Regions from separate parts of the Mus musculus genome. Here region 1 is linked to region 2. Evidence: chromatin contacts called from public promoter capture Hi-C data. All regions are on one chromosome and are shown on one strand. Each heading gives the region's core, a stretch centred on a gene start, on an enhancer-like site or on the middle of the called end of the contact. The rest is flanking DNA. Distances are from core to core; before and after follow the strand shown.

Evidence for each region. Capture Hi-C pulls out chosen DNA fragments and counts their contacts.
Region 1: a promoter capture Hi-C map of liver shows a contact between it and region 2. The contact joins the promoter of Il6st here to the promoter of Ankrd55 in region 2. A contact is called at or near these places in 19 of 39 promoter capture datasets (the 3T3-L1 cell line, the C10 cell line, the HPC-7 cell line and 13 more), 12 of 484 Hi-C or Micro-C datasets (the AtT-20 cell line, CD4 T cells, CD8 T cells and 9 more), 34 of 115 datasets of contacts at active chromatin or transcription factors (the SCID.adh cell line, bone marrow-derived macrophages, craniofacial prominence and 20 more) and 4 of 9 other capture datasets (adipose tissue, liver, macrophages and 1 more).

What each region holds. Positions count from the first base shown.
Region 1 is chr13:112,461,739-112,467,277 of GRCm38.p6, reverse strand. Il6st (interleukin 6 signal transducer) reads right to left here and starts at 3,208. Exons shown (of 17, transcript NM_010560.3): 1 at 3,028-3,208.
Region 2 is chr13:112,286,113-112,292,365 of GRCm38.p6, reverse strand. Ankrd55 (ankyrin repeat domain 55) reads right to left here and starts at 3,915. Exons shown (of 11, transcript NM_029898.3): 1 at 3,384-3,915. The coding sequence starts at 3,438.

The DNA.
Region 1 (5,539 bases), core at 1,959-4,458, 180 kb before region 2:
AAAAACCAATAATAGAGAGGACAGCATAGTTGACAAAGCTCTTGCTTACAATGTGGAAAGGCCCTTTCACAATGTTCCACCCCCAGCCCACCACATAAATAAAACTCTATGCTTAGATGTCTTTCTCTCAAACCATCATGCTATTATTCGGGAGAAAATTACAAGCAAGTTGGCTTTTTATTCCAATTATGCTGAAATGACTCTTTTCGTTTTCCAACTGCAAAGCAAATATTTAAGCTCCTCATTTTGCGTGGCCTCAGCATCAGGTCTTACCTTTCACAGTTCCCAGGGCAGCCACATCTAGAGGGTGAGCTCAGGTTACCACAAACCTCCAGCACACCTTCTTGATGGGAGTGTGTGCCTGTACCCGGGCTATAGTTTGCTTCTACGGTGCCAGTGCCCTGCTGACTCTGCCTTGTTCCACTGTTTATAACCCAAACGGACATCTCTTCTGTGGGATTTCCCCCACATTCACAGACATCTGTGTTCCCAGGGCCCTTTCAGAGTTCCCTAAGAGGATTCACCGTGTAGCACTGGAGTTACACAACTTCACATGCTGAGACTCTTGAGGCACTTAGGGAACAACTAAAAGAACGTTTAGTTTGCACATGTATGTCCGTATGTAAGTGCTACTGACAGAGAATGTGCGTGTATGCAGCCTGAAGGTGCACCCAGGGCCTGGCACATGCTAGGCATGCACTCGACTACTGGCTACATTCCCAGCGTAAACATGAGCTTTAAAACACCTAATATAGTCACTTTACTCTGCCATTCATATATTCGGTATGAAAAAGAACGTATTACAGTTAAGGGCTCAGACAGAGCTCAGGAAATCTATGTATAAATATAGAATCTGATAATAACGTGTTCGCCTTTGTATAAAAGGGGCGAGTAAGACCTACTATTTAATAAGGCTTTGAAGGGCACATGAACATAAGCCAAATGTTCTGTGACTGACATACCAAGTTGCCTAAGCAGTAGATAGTAAACTGAATATATTGTGGTAACGGCACATGGTAGTCCTTTACTTTGTCCCATGGTCCCGTTCTAGCCGCAGTTCTACATCCGGATTTCGATCTCTCTAGTTTCCTCTTTACCCAAACCTTAACCAGGTTCCCAGGCTGACCTCTGGGAACCCCACTGAATATTTCAATTCCAATCCCTAAACACCCACAGTACTTTCTGTATCACTCATTATTTCATTGAAACTACTCCCGTATCCGAGTAGTTTTTCACACAGTTTGTTTACCCGATTTTGTAAACTGAAAAACCTAGGTGCTATCTCAGGCATCTTTTATAAATTCCAGAGCAGGCTGAATGCTTACTAAAATCATCTCACCAGAAACCTCACCTGTGATCAATCCACGTTTGCAATCAAAGATGAGGAGAAAGCTTTAAGAACTTCCTGCTTCCTTAGCAGACAAGTTGCAAATGTACCAGGGCCAGGTGAAGCAAATGTGTGGCAAAATGACACCTGAGATCACTTCCAGGGAAAACCCCTTCCTGCTCCCACTGCAGGGTTGTGGACAACACTCAACTCCCCAGACCAAACTGTAGGAATGCGATAAGAGATCCATCAACACAACAGTTTGTAGGCACAGGCTTTGGAGCCATGTTTTTTGAGCCTGTTCCCTTTTCTAGAAGGTAGATATTGTAACACCCACTTCATAGGTATATAATAATCAGTATTCATTCTAGCACTGAACTGAAATGCCACATTCTCTTAGGAAAAACTATTTCAAAATGAAAACACAAAGTCATAAATAAAACAGAACAAAATGCCCAGTTACATAAGAATGTTGCTTTAAATGAGCGGGTAACAGTATTTGTAATATTCTAAATCACTAATGCCAACAATACAAATTTCTACTATAAAGTTTATCCTTAGCTGACCTTTCCCCCACTGTAATTTTTTCTCTCTCTTTCTCTTGTGAGTAGAAGCAAATGAACACACACACACCCCACCCCCAGAAACCTGTGGAAAACAGAATTTAACCGACTAGCAGATTAGTCCTACAAATGTAGCATTCCAGATCAGAGCTCAAAAATAATTCCCAATGATAAATATAAACACAAACTTGGAAAATTAAGACGATGACGATCATCCCCTGATAATGTGTCAGTAATTTCAAATTAAGAGTCGTTCCAACTGGAAGCTGGCAGTCAGTCAGTCACACACGGTCTAAAAGAGTTTGTTTACAACACTGACCAGACCAAAGATTTTTCAGAAGATTCGCGCTGACATTCCAGCACTCACTGACTACTTTTAAGCAGTACAGCTGCTGTAATGTCCAATAACTATACAAATTAAGCCAAAACGAGTTTCTTCTTAATGGAAAAATGACAAGAACAGAAGTGGACCAAGCCCTTTATATTATGTTTGCTTTGAGTTTCTGAATTTTGGTTGTTCATCCAAAAGAGAGCCCCCTGCCAGCTGGAGAAGGGGACACGTTTACGCTTAGGGGAGGAGGTGAAAATCTAAAGACCGATGATGGGCTTGCTCTCGGGATGTAAAGGCACGCGGGATTTATTAGGAAGGGTACGGACCGAAGGGAAAGTTAATATTTATAAACACTGGACTTTCATTAACGCCTAAATGTTAAGATGTCTGGGTGAAAAGTTCGCTCTGGATTAAGAAACATCAAGAGCAGGGAACGGTAGCATTTCACGGGACACAGAAGACCACACTTTCTAGGGCCATGTCCAGAGTAGGATCAGGGAGCACGGCACGGGAACTGGAAGAACGCAGGACGCGGTCACCCAGGACGCGCGATCCCGAGAGGACTTTGGGGCGGGGGCTTCGGAACTGTGCGTCAGGAACGCGGCTGGAGAAGGCGGGTGACAACATCAGGGAAGTCGGAGCCCGGAGCGGGGAGGGAAGGAATGCGGGGATTCCCAGGCCAGCCCGACCAGCTCCGGGCGTGCGCTCGGCGCCGGTCCAGCCCGGCCCCGCTGGGCCTCGGGTGCCAGGTGGCGGCCGCTCCAGGCAACCCGCACCCTCCCGCGCCGGGGCCCTGTTCTTCTCACCTTCCGGACGCGAGCCTCGCCGCTCCTGAGCGTCCCTCAGCCCCGCGGATCCCGGCCCACACCACCGGTCCCTCAGCGGAGCCGCAGCCCGGATGGCTCGAAGCTCTGGCCTCCCGACCGCACACGCCACCCTCCGTCCGCCGCTGACCCGGGCTCTCCTAGCTCCGCCCCCCACGGCCCCGCCCCCCGGAGCCAGAGACCGCGAGCTCATTGGCTCTGGTCAGTCTCGGAGCGCGCGGCCATTGGCTCCGGGTCGCCGGAGACGAAGGGGCGGGACTGCAGGCCTCTGCGATTCCCGTAACGCGGCTCCCGGCGTCCGGGATTCCGGAGGCTGAGCCTGGTCGCCTTTCCTAGACTAGATCGAAGGCTTCCCCGCCGCACTTGGGTGGGTGGCCGGAACGGAAAGTTCCATTTTCTCTAGGGTAATGGGTCGCGGACAGCAACCCAGGTGCCTCCCGCGACCCCTCTCCCCGGACCTCGGCTGTCTCCCTGGGCTGTCTTCCCCAGAGGGCCTGCGAGCCTCCGGCGACTGCTAGGAGGCCCTTGGGACTCTGGAGGCAAGGGAACTCCCTGGGGACAGGGCAGGACTTAGTGGCCCTGACTGTACTCGCCCATAGTGACCGCTTCGGACCCAGGCTTAAGTAAACGAACCTTGCTACTGTGCAATTTTTGTTGTTGTTAGTAAATGAGTTTGGGTGTCATTGATTGATCCGTGAACTGGTGACCTGCCAAGAAACTGTTATCTTTTTGCGGTTTGAGTCGCCTGATGTGTGATTAGAAATACCAAGGAAAAACCTATTTCATTGTAATCCACCACCCTTCCCTTGATTGGAAAACGACCTTAAGGCTGCAATGTGCGTGAGTGCACGTGTGTGATGTGTGTATGTGTGTAGTGTGTATACAAGCAAGTTGAGAAACTTAAAAGATAAGGGATGTGTAACTGTAAAGAAACACTCCAATTTGCATTGGTTATCTTTTACTGAGCACGGAGCCCGCCCTTGGAGTGCAATTGATATAATATATAATCAGTGTAACTCCACTGATGGAAATTGATTTTCTCATTCCCAACATCTACCTTTTGTTTTGCTCTAAAGGAGACAAATGACAGGAAGCTGGACGGATGGAGGGGTGTGTGGGAGAAGTTGAGGGAACAGCAAAAAAAAAAAAAAAATCTGGTAAAAATATACTGTATACAATTCCCAATAAAAAACTTTTAAAAGTGAAGAAATGACTCAAAAAAAAAAAAAAAGAGAGAAGGCTAGAGACTTTTGGAAGAAAGGCTAACATAATGATTTGCAGAGCAAACAAATACCCATTAATTAGTCATTGTAAAGTTCTTTGTTATATTGACAATTCAGATGAGATCAAATGGATCAAACTGCAGTCTTGCTCTCTGCCCCTCCCTCCCCCTTTTCTTGCCTCTGTTGCATCTCTATACCCCCAGCTCTGAATTATGACCCCTTAGCTGTTGGTCAGCTAGTTTGAAAAAACACTGCCAAGGGCCTGGCTAAAAGAGTCTCAAACACACTAGTGGTTGATGTGCTGAAGCTAAAGATGTGTTTGTCTCTTGCTCAGGGTGTGACAAGATCGAATGGAGGGAAAAGACTTGTAAGGGCCTTTGTTCAATTGAAGACCTTACAAAGGTGCTTAGTAGGTCTGCTGAACGACTATTTAAATGCAAATCCTACGGTTGTTACTTCCCATTGCTGTGACCTTGGAAAAGTCTTGAGTTTCTTCATCTGCAAAATGAGGAGGACGGTTCTGACCTGCTAAGTTGCAAGAATGAACTTATTTAAAACAGCGAGAGGGTTTGACGCACTGTTCAGTAAATATCAGGTGTCCTCGAATGACTCCTCTGCCATCGCACCTCAGTAGACCTTTCTGCATTACAGCATTTATTTAAAAGTTTGTTTATCTGAGGTGGTTGTGGATAGAAGGAGGTGAATGTTTTATAATGGATTCACCTGCCTTGGACCATGGGTGGGGAATCCGAAGGCCTATACTGCCTCTCTCGCATACATGACTTATCACTTTGTCTGTATTGGCTCAGCTCAAGCCTTGCCACACAGCAACTCACACTTTGTGAGAGTGATTAAAATCCTGAGCAAAGGGACTGGAGAGATGGCTCAGCAGTTAAAACGCCTGATGCTCTTGCGGAGGACCCAGGTTCAATTCCCACCACCCATCTCAGGTGGCTCACAGCCAATGTAAGTTCAGTTCCAGGGAATCCAACAATCCTCTTCTGATCTCCAGGGACCCCTGCACATACATGGTGCACATAAACTCACAAAGGCACACACAAACATGAAAAGAAAAAGAAAACCAACAACTTTGACAAACAATCCTAAACAGAAAAGATAAATCAATGCTTGATGAAGAATTTTCAGAACTGCAAGACACTAAGAAGGACGCACCCACTCTGTGGAAGTTGCTTGATTTTCCAGACCCCTCTATAGAATATTGGTCCGGAAATAACCCCTTTCTAGTTAAGAGTTAATCACTAGAAATCCCC
Region 2 (6,253 bases), core at 2,666-5,165:
CCATGAGCTAGCTGAGTTCTGGTCTATGTTTAGACACTTGATGAATTGAAAGCTTACTTTGTTGTCTGCACAGAGAGCACTCAGGTCTAGGTCCTCCCTATTAGTTACCAGTGGATTGTGATTATTATAAGAGTTACCTTGAACTGCTCAGTCATGCCACCTGAAATGTTAGGGGGGTGAACTGAGCAGTTTACAACCCTTGCTTCATAGTGAAACATCCTGGGGGTAGGGATCAAGCCATAGTCACACCCATTTTATTGGATACCCCACAGGTAAAAGCCAAGTTCACTATTTTCAATGCCCCCTAACTTCCCACCCCCAGCTTATATCTTTTGCATCTAAGTTCAGGACCCAGTGGACTGTGTAGTATCTGCTGTAGAACGATATCCTCTGAGCACCACAGCTGCCATTTCCATCAGAGCAGCTGTGGTTACTTGCAGGAGACCCTCAAAATGGAGCCTGTTGACAGTGGACATTCATTCATTTGCCTCTTAAAGAAGGCGTGAAGAGGATCACTGGAGTCTCTCTTCAGATCCTGTCTACTCCCTCCCACACCTCCCAGACATTTGTATGCAATTCTTCCTTAACTGCATGTGACCTTGGGGCCTTGGGGGGGGGGGTTCTAGGACACACAGACTGTGGATGTTTCACCGAGAGGGGGACTCCATCTACACAGTGTTAGAAAAGTTATCTCTATTGGGGTGAGATTTTGGGGTAGTATGGCAGCTTGGGGGTCACTCATGATCTCGTGAGTAATTTCTCATCTCTATTCAGTAAACAAGCCCAATAAGGTCATTGGTTCTCCCAGTCTTGGTAGACTATTAGGAGGAGGTAGACATTTGTCTATTTATTCCTAGAGAAAGTTTACAAAATATATTTAAGCTGCTTCCAGAAGATATGTCTTGTCGACATATACATGCGAATCTGGTGCTGTTGGCTTCAATTCATAGTAGATCCCTTCCCTCAAGTTCCACACTCAGCCCATCTCTCTCTCTCTCTCTCTCTCTCTCTCTCTCTCTCTCTCTCTCTCTCTCTCCCTCTCTCTCTCTCCCTCTCTCTCTCTCTCTGTCTCTCTCTCCCCCTCTCGATCCCCTGGACTGTACCATTCCTGGAGATACCGTAATACCAGGCCGATGCACCGAGTGGCTGAAGCAAGCTCTCATTTTACCTCCCTGTCATATCAGATAATAAACTGGTAAGAACAGCCACTCTCACTTCATCTTAGGTCAAAGGCTGGGAAGCAATCATGCTCAATTTCTCAACCTTTTTAGTCATTTAACCATAGTTTGCTAAATGAGATAACATTGAAGTCTACTCATGCCTTAAAAGTTATGAGGCTTTCCCGTGCTTTTACAGTGGGGGAAGGCTTGGGGAGTGGTGATAGAACTATGTGGGTATCATTTCTGTCAACTATCTCTCAGAACTTACTCTGAGAGGCCCCCTTGGGGTTTTGACTGAAGAAGGTATGCAATCTAGTCCACCCAACAGCAACTGAACCTCCTCAGTGAGACGGTTACATTTAAGTTAGAGGTCAAGGGGATGATCAAGTGGTACTAAAATCACCAGCAACAGCCACAGCCATGATTTGGAACACCGGGCCTCAACAAGGGGGCAACTGCTTAAATGCCATTATGTATCTTTGCAGTGAACAGCTTTTCCATCATTTTACTGCAAAGGAAGCGAAGGTCCAGAGAGGTCAGATAAAATGTGGAGCCTGAAAAGCTGAACTGATTTGCTTTTCAGAGCTATGAATGTGTAAACCTCTGCTGCCATCAGAGAGAAAGGAGTGAGAGATGGAGAGATGGAGAGAGAGAGAGAGAGAGAGAGAGAGAGAGAGAGAGAGAGAGAGAGAGAGTTAGAGTTAATATTATGGGAAGAATCAGGTAGAAGAATTGCCCTGAATTGCTCCCACAAAAGATGCTGCAAGAAAATATTCTAAACCAGCACTTTAGTTATTTCCCAAGCTCACTCCAGATAGAAAGAGCCAGGCTGGCACAGATACATTTGTTTTGAAGGACTTGTTCTTCTGCAGTCAGTCCCTGCTCCCTCAGATTAGTCTCCCAAATGACCACCGTGTTTCTCTGTGATTCTGCGGCTTGGCAACACTCTTCTCTAACCAGCACAAGCAGCTTGATTCTAAGCAGAGCTCTCACTTCTGCTGATTGCCATCAGTGGAACAAAACGTACAGGGAGGAGAGGAGGTGGTGGTGGGGGAACTACAGTAAGCCCCCTTCCTGTGGTGCCTGTCTACAGACTCAGTGTGAATCAAGATGTTCTCAAGATCGATCTCTCTCTCTCTCTCTCTCTCTCTCTCTCTCTCTCTCTCTCTCTCTCTCTCTCCCTCTTTACCCCCTCTCTGAGCAAGAATTGGAGAAGACTCTATCTGCCTCAGGAATCTAAATCTATGTTATTATTTGAGAAATCCATTGAGCAAACATCATTTACCCATGCCACGAAGCCAGATCTAGAGGAGGTGACCTTGCCTTGAAGCATCGATAATTGGGAAAAAGAAAGAAGAAATGGCTATTGCTAATGAGGCTTCCGCAAGCCACCATTTCATAGTGTAGCTGAAAGAAAGAAACTAACCAAGCTCTGAGAAGCTGCAGAATCCTAGTGCGGCGAGTGGGTTAGATGCCGTACGTTTCATTAAAAGGCTCTGGGAAGGTCTGCTGTATTTAAAGTGTGGGAATTCCCCTCCATCGTACATAGAAAAAATGGTCTAATTACACAGATGACAAATACATGTGTGGAGGCACACAGCACATGCAAAGCCACACTCACACAGACTGACAGGCTGTGAGTCTGATGATGGCAATGAATCTCACAGCCTACTTGGCCCGTGGAAGGATGACTTTCTGTATGCAAATGAAGGGTAGGGGGAAAAAACCCACTCTGCCATTGCAATTAAATAATACAGTATTAAGTCACTGCACGGTCTTGAACGAGGTGTGGCATCAGCAGGACCCGTCTGTGGGTCAGGTCTCTCTTGGAGGGGAATCCACAGTGCCTCGTGATGGCTGAAGTGACGAAATATGAGATTTACGGGCTGAAAGAGGCCCGGTATGCATTCTGATATTGCTTTCTCTAACATACTTTATGACATGACATAAAGATGATACTATCTAAAGTAGCTGATATGTCTCAAACCAAAGAGTAGGACTAGGAATACATCCGCAAGACAGAAAGCCCGTAAGCTTTTTTTTTCTTTTCTTTTCCTAAAAGCTTATCAAGTCCTTACCAGGTTTGTTTTCACACACACACACACACACACACACACACACACACACACACACACACACACACACTCACACACACACACCTTTCCTCTTCTCCTTACAAACTGGAAATCTCTTCGCCATTGGAGTGGTAAAACATCGTGTTACCTTTGTGCTGATCAAACACAGAAGAGGTGCTGAAATCCATGGTAGCCTGTCTCATCGTTTACCATCAGAACGGCAAAAAAAACCCAGTCAGGGCTCTGGAGAGGAGAAAACACCATTTCACACACTGCAGCCAACGTCAGTCAGCTTCAGCATCGTTGGCGTCAGCTCCCGTTGTAGAATTAAGTGTGTGTTAGATCTGCCGGGCGCCTTCAAGGCTACCTTTGCAAAGACATAAAAAACACTCTTTCTGCAGGGGAGGAAGTGTTACTCTCAGAATCCCATTCACCATCAACACTGACGTGTGAGTATTATATACCCTTCCCCCAAGCAGACAGACAAAACATCCCAAACCCTAAAATAAGACAGCCTTCACGGGGGTGCCTGCCTTGGATCTGGGCCAGGAAAATGCTGCAGATCTCAGAGCTTCGGCTGAGGCGACTGGAAGGTCGCTTTAAACCAATAGAAACCTCAATGAGTGAGTGAGATTCACAGGGCCAGACGGAGCATGTGCAAAGCCGCCAGCGCAGACTGCGTGCTGGCTGTTTGTTCTTGGTGGAGTGAGAACTGCATTTGGGTCATGTGAGCAGAGACGGGCCATCTCAGTGGAATAGGATGTAAATATTGTAGCAGGAGGCTGCAGTCCACGTGCCCTGCTGAGTAGTTATGCACTGCTGCTGGGGGTGGGGGGATGGGGGGAGGTTCAGGCTCCCTGCAGTGACCTCCTCCTGTCAGAGAGACTTTGAGGGTGGGCAGTGAAAGGTTGAAGGTCAAGGTTCAAATATCTGTGCAGACTAAATCAAACAGCCTGCAGTCACAAGGCTGTGCCTTACTGCATTCTGCATGAAGCCTGACAAGTCACCAGCCATACTGCTTCGAGAAGCAGTCAAATAAATTCATCCTCTAGGGTTAAAAACCTGAGGGGGAAATCTTGCTCTTATTTGCATACGGTGGTACTGTCTATTGCTAGGGGAAGACATCTGTCTAGTTCGTTTGTGTTTTTACAAAATGAAGACATTTCCTTTGTGGTTTTGGCTTTATATCTATATGTGTGCACACCTGAGCGTGTATATGTCACAGGTCCATCAGGAATCTCTTTTCAGGATCACCTTCCTTGTTTTTTCCAGAGAGAGTCTCTCCCTGACACCCAGGCCTTGTCCGGGTGCCTAGGTTGGCTGGCAGGAAGCCAGGATTCTCCTATCTGTCCTCCAAGAGCCTGGGTGGTGAGTGATAGCACCTGGCTTTTTGTATGTCACTGATCATGGCAACTCCCTTTTCTTTTTAACTAACAGATATTTGATTTTAGACATAGTGCTGGAAATGTTTTCTTTTTTTCCTCTGCGTATGGCTATATTAATACTTTTTTTTTGTAGTACAGAGATTAAACCCAAACATTATATACTAGATAAGTGGTCAACTACTGAACTACACTCTTAGTCTTTACATTTGTTTTGATATAGAATGGTCTAGTCTATGTTCTGTGTTCTTTTGTAGGCAGTTCTCTTTTATCTTTTGACACATATTTTCTACTTGCCTGTCATTTATTTTTCATAAAAAAGGGCCTCACATCTCTATGACAATGCTACCACTCACTAGTAATATCACTCACTCACAAGCACTGTTATTCACCTCACAGAACCATGACTCAGCAGTACTGTTACTATGACTCAGCAGGACTGTTAGTATGACTCAGCAGGACTGTTATTATGACTCAGCAGTACTATTATTTACCCAACAATGTTATTCATCGCTATTCTTTTCCACTTGGGCTCCTTCCTTTCAAAATACTCTGCAGTATTTGATTTAAAAATACAAGCAGAGGCTGGAGAGATAACTCAGTGGATCAAGTTGTTGCTTTAGCATTTTTAGAGTCCAGGATGTGGCAGTTTGACTGTCATCTCAGTGCTGGGGAGGTGGAGACAGGATTTCAGGAGCAAGCTGGATGGCTAGACTAGCAGTGAGCTCTGGATCTGATGGAGGGACTGTGCCTTAATATATAAAGGGTGAGCAATCAAGAAAGACACTCATGTCAACTGTGGTCCCTACATGTGTATGCTGAAATGGTCACCCACACATATATATATACCACACATATATATACCCCACAAGCAAACACACACATCATGCATACAGAGGAGAAATACAACACATTGTTGACAGATGAGCTAGGTGGTGTAGGACAGCAGGACTGGGAGAAGAACAACTGCTGAAGTCAGCCTTCTGATACTCTAGCCTGTTGCCTGGAGTGTTTCCAAACCCACTGCTATATGGAACCAGGGTGGGCTCAGTGGTTTGTAGAATGACTCCTGAAAAGATATACACGCCTTAAGCCCCAGAACCCATGAACATGACCTTGATGGCAAACTGAGTCTGTTCAGCTCTAACGACATAAAGGAGCTCTCTTTGAAATGTGTCTCAGTGGTTTCTATTGTTCAGAGGAACATGCAGAGGTAAGGGGGTGGGGGAGAACATGGAACAACACAACCTCCTGTCATTTGTCACTTATGCCACCAAAGCAGGAAGAACTTAGGAACCCATTGTCTCCTAAAGCCTAGAGGGGGAGCTGGGTTCTGGCAGCACCTTGATTTTCAACTTTGGATTTCCAGACTGTGAAATAGTAAGTTTTGGTTGGTTATTGGAAGCCACCAAGTTTGTGATAATTTTCTTACAGCAGCTTCAAGAAATTAACACAGAGGACTCTCAAAATATTATCTCTCCAGTTAGTAGATTTCTGTGAAAGCATTTATCATGACCCAAACCAAAGTATGGCTGTTAGTTTGTAAGGGACTCATTCTGAAGAGAGGCAGGTAGGCAGACCGAAGACGAGGGCTTGAGTGTGTTATATAGGTGTGGCTTGGGCAAACGTCATGATT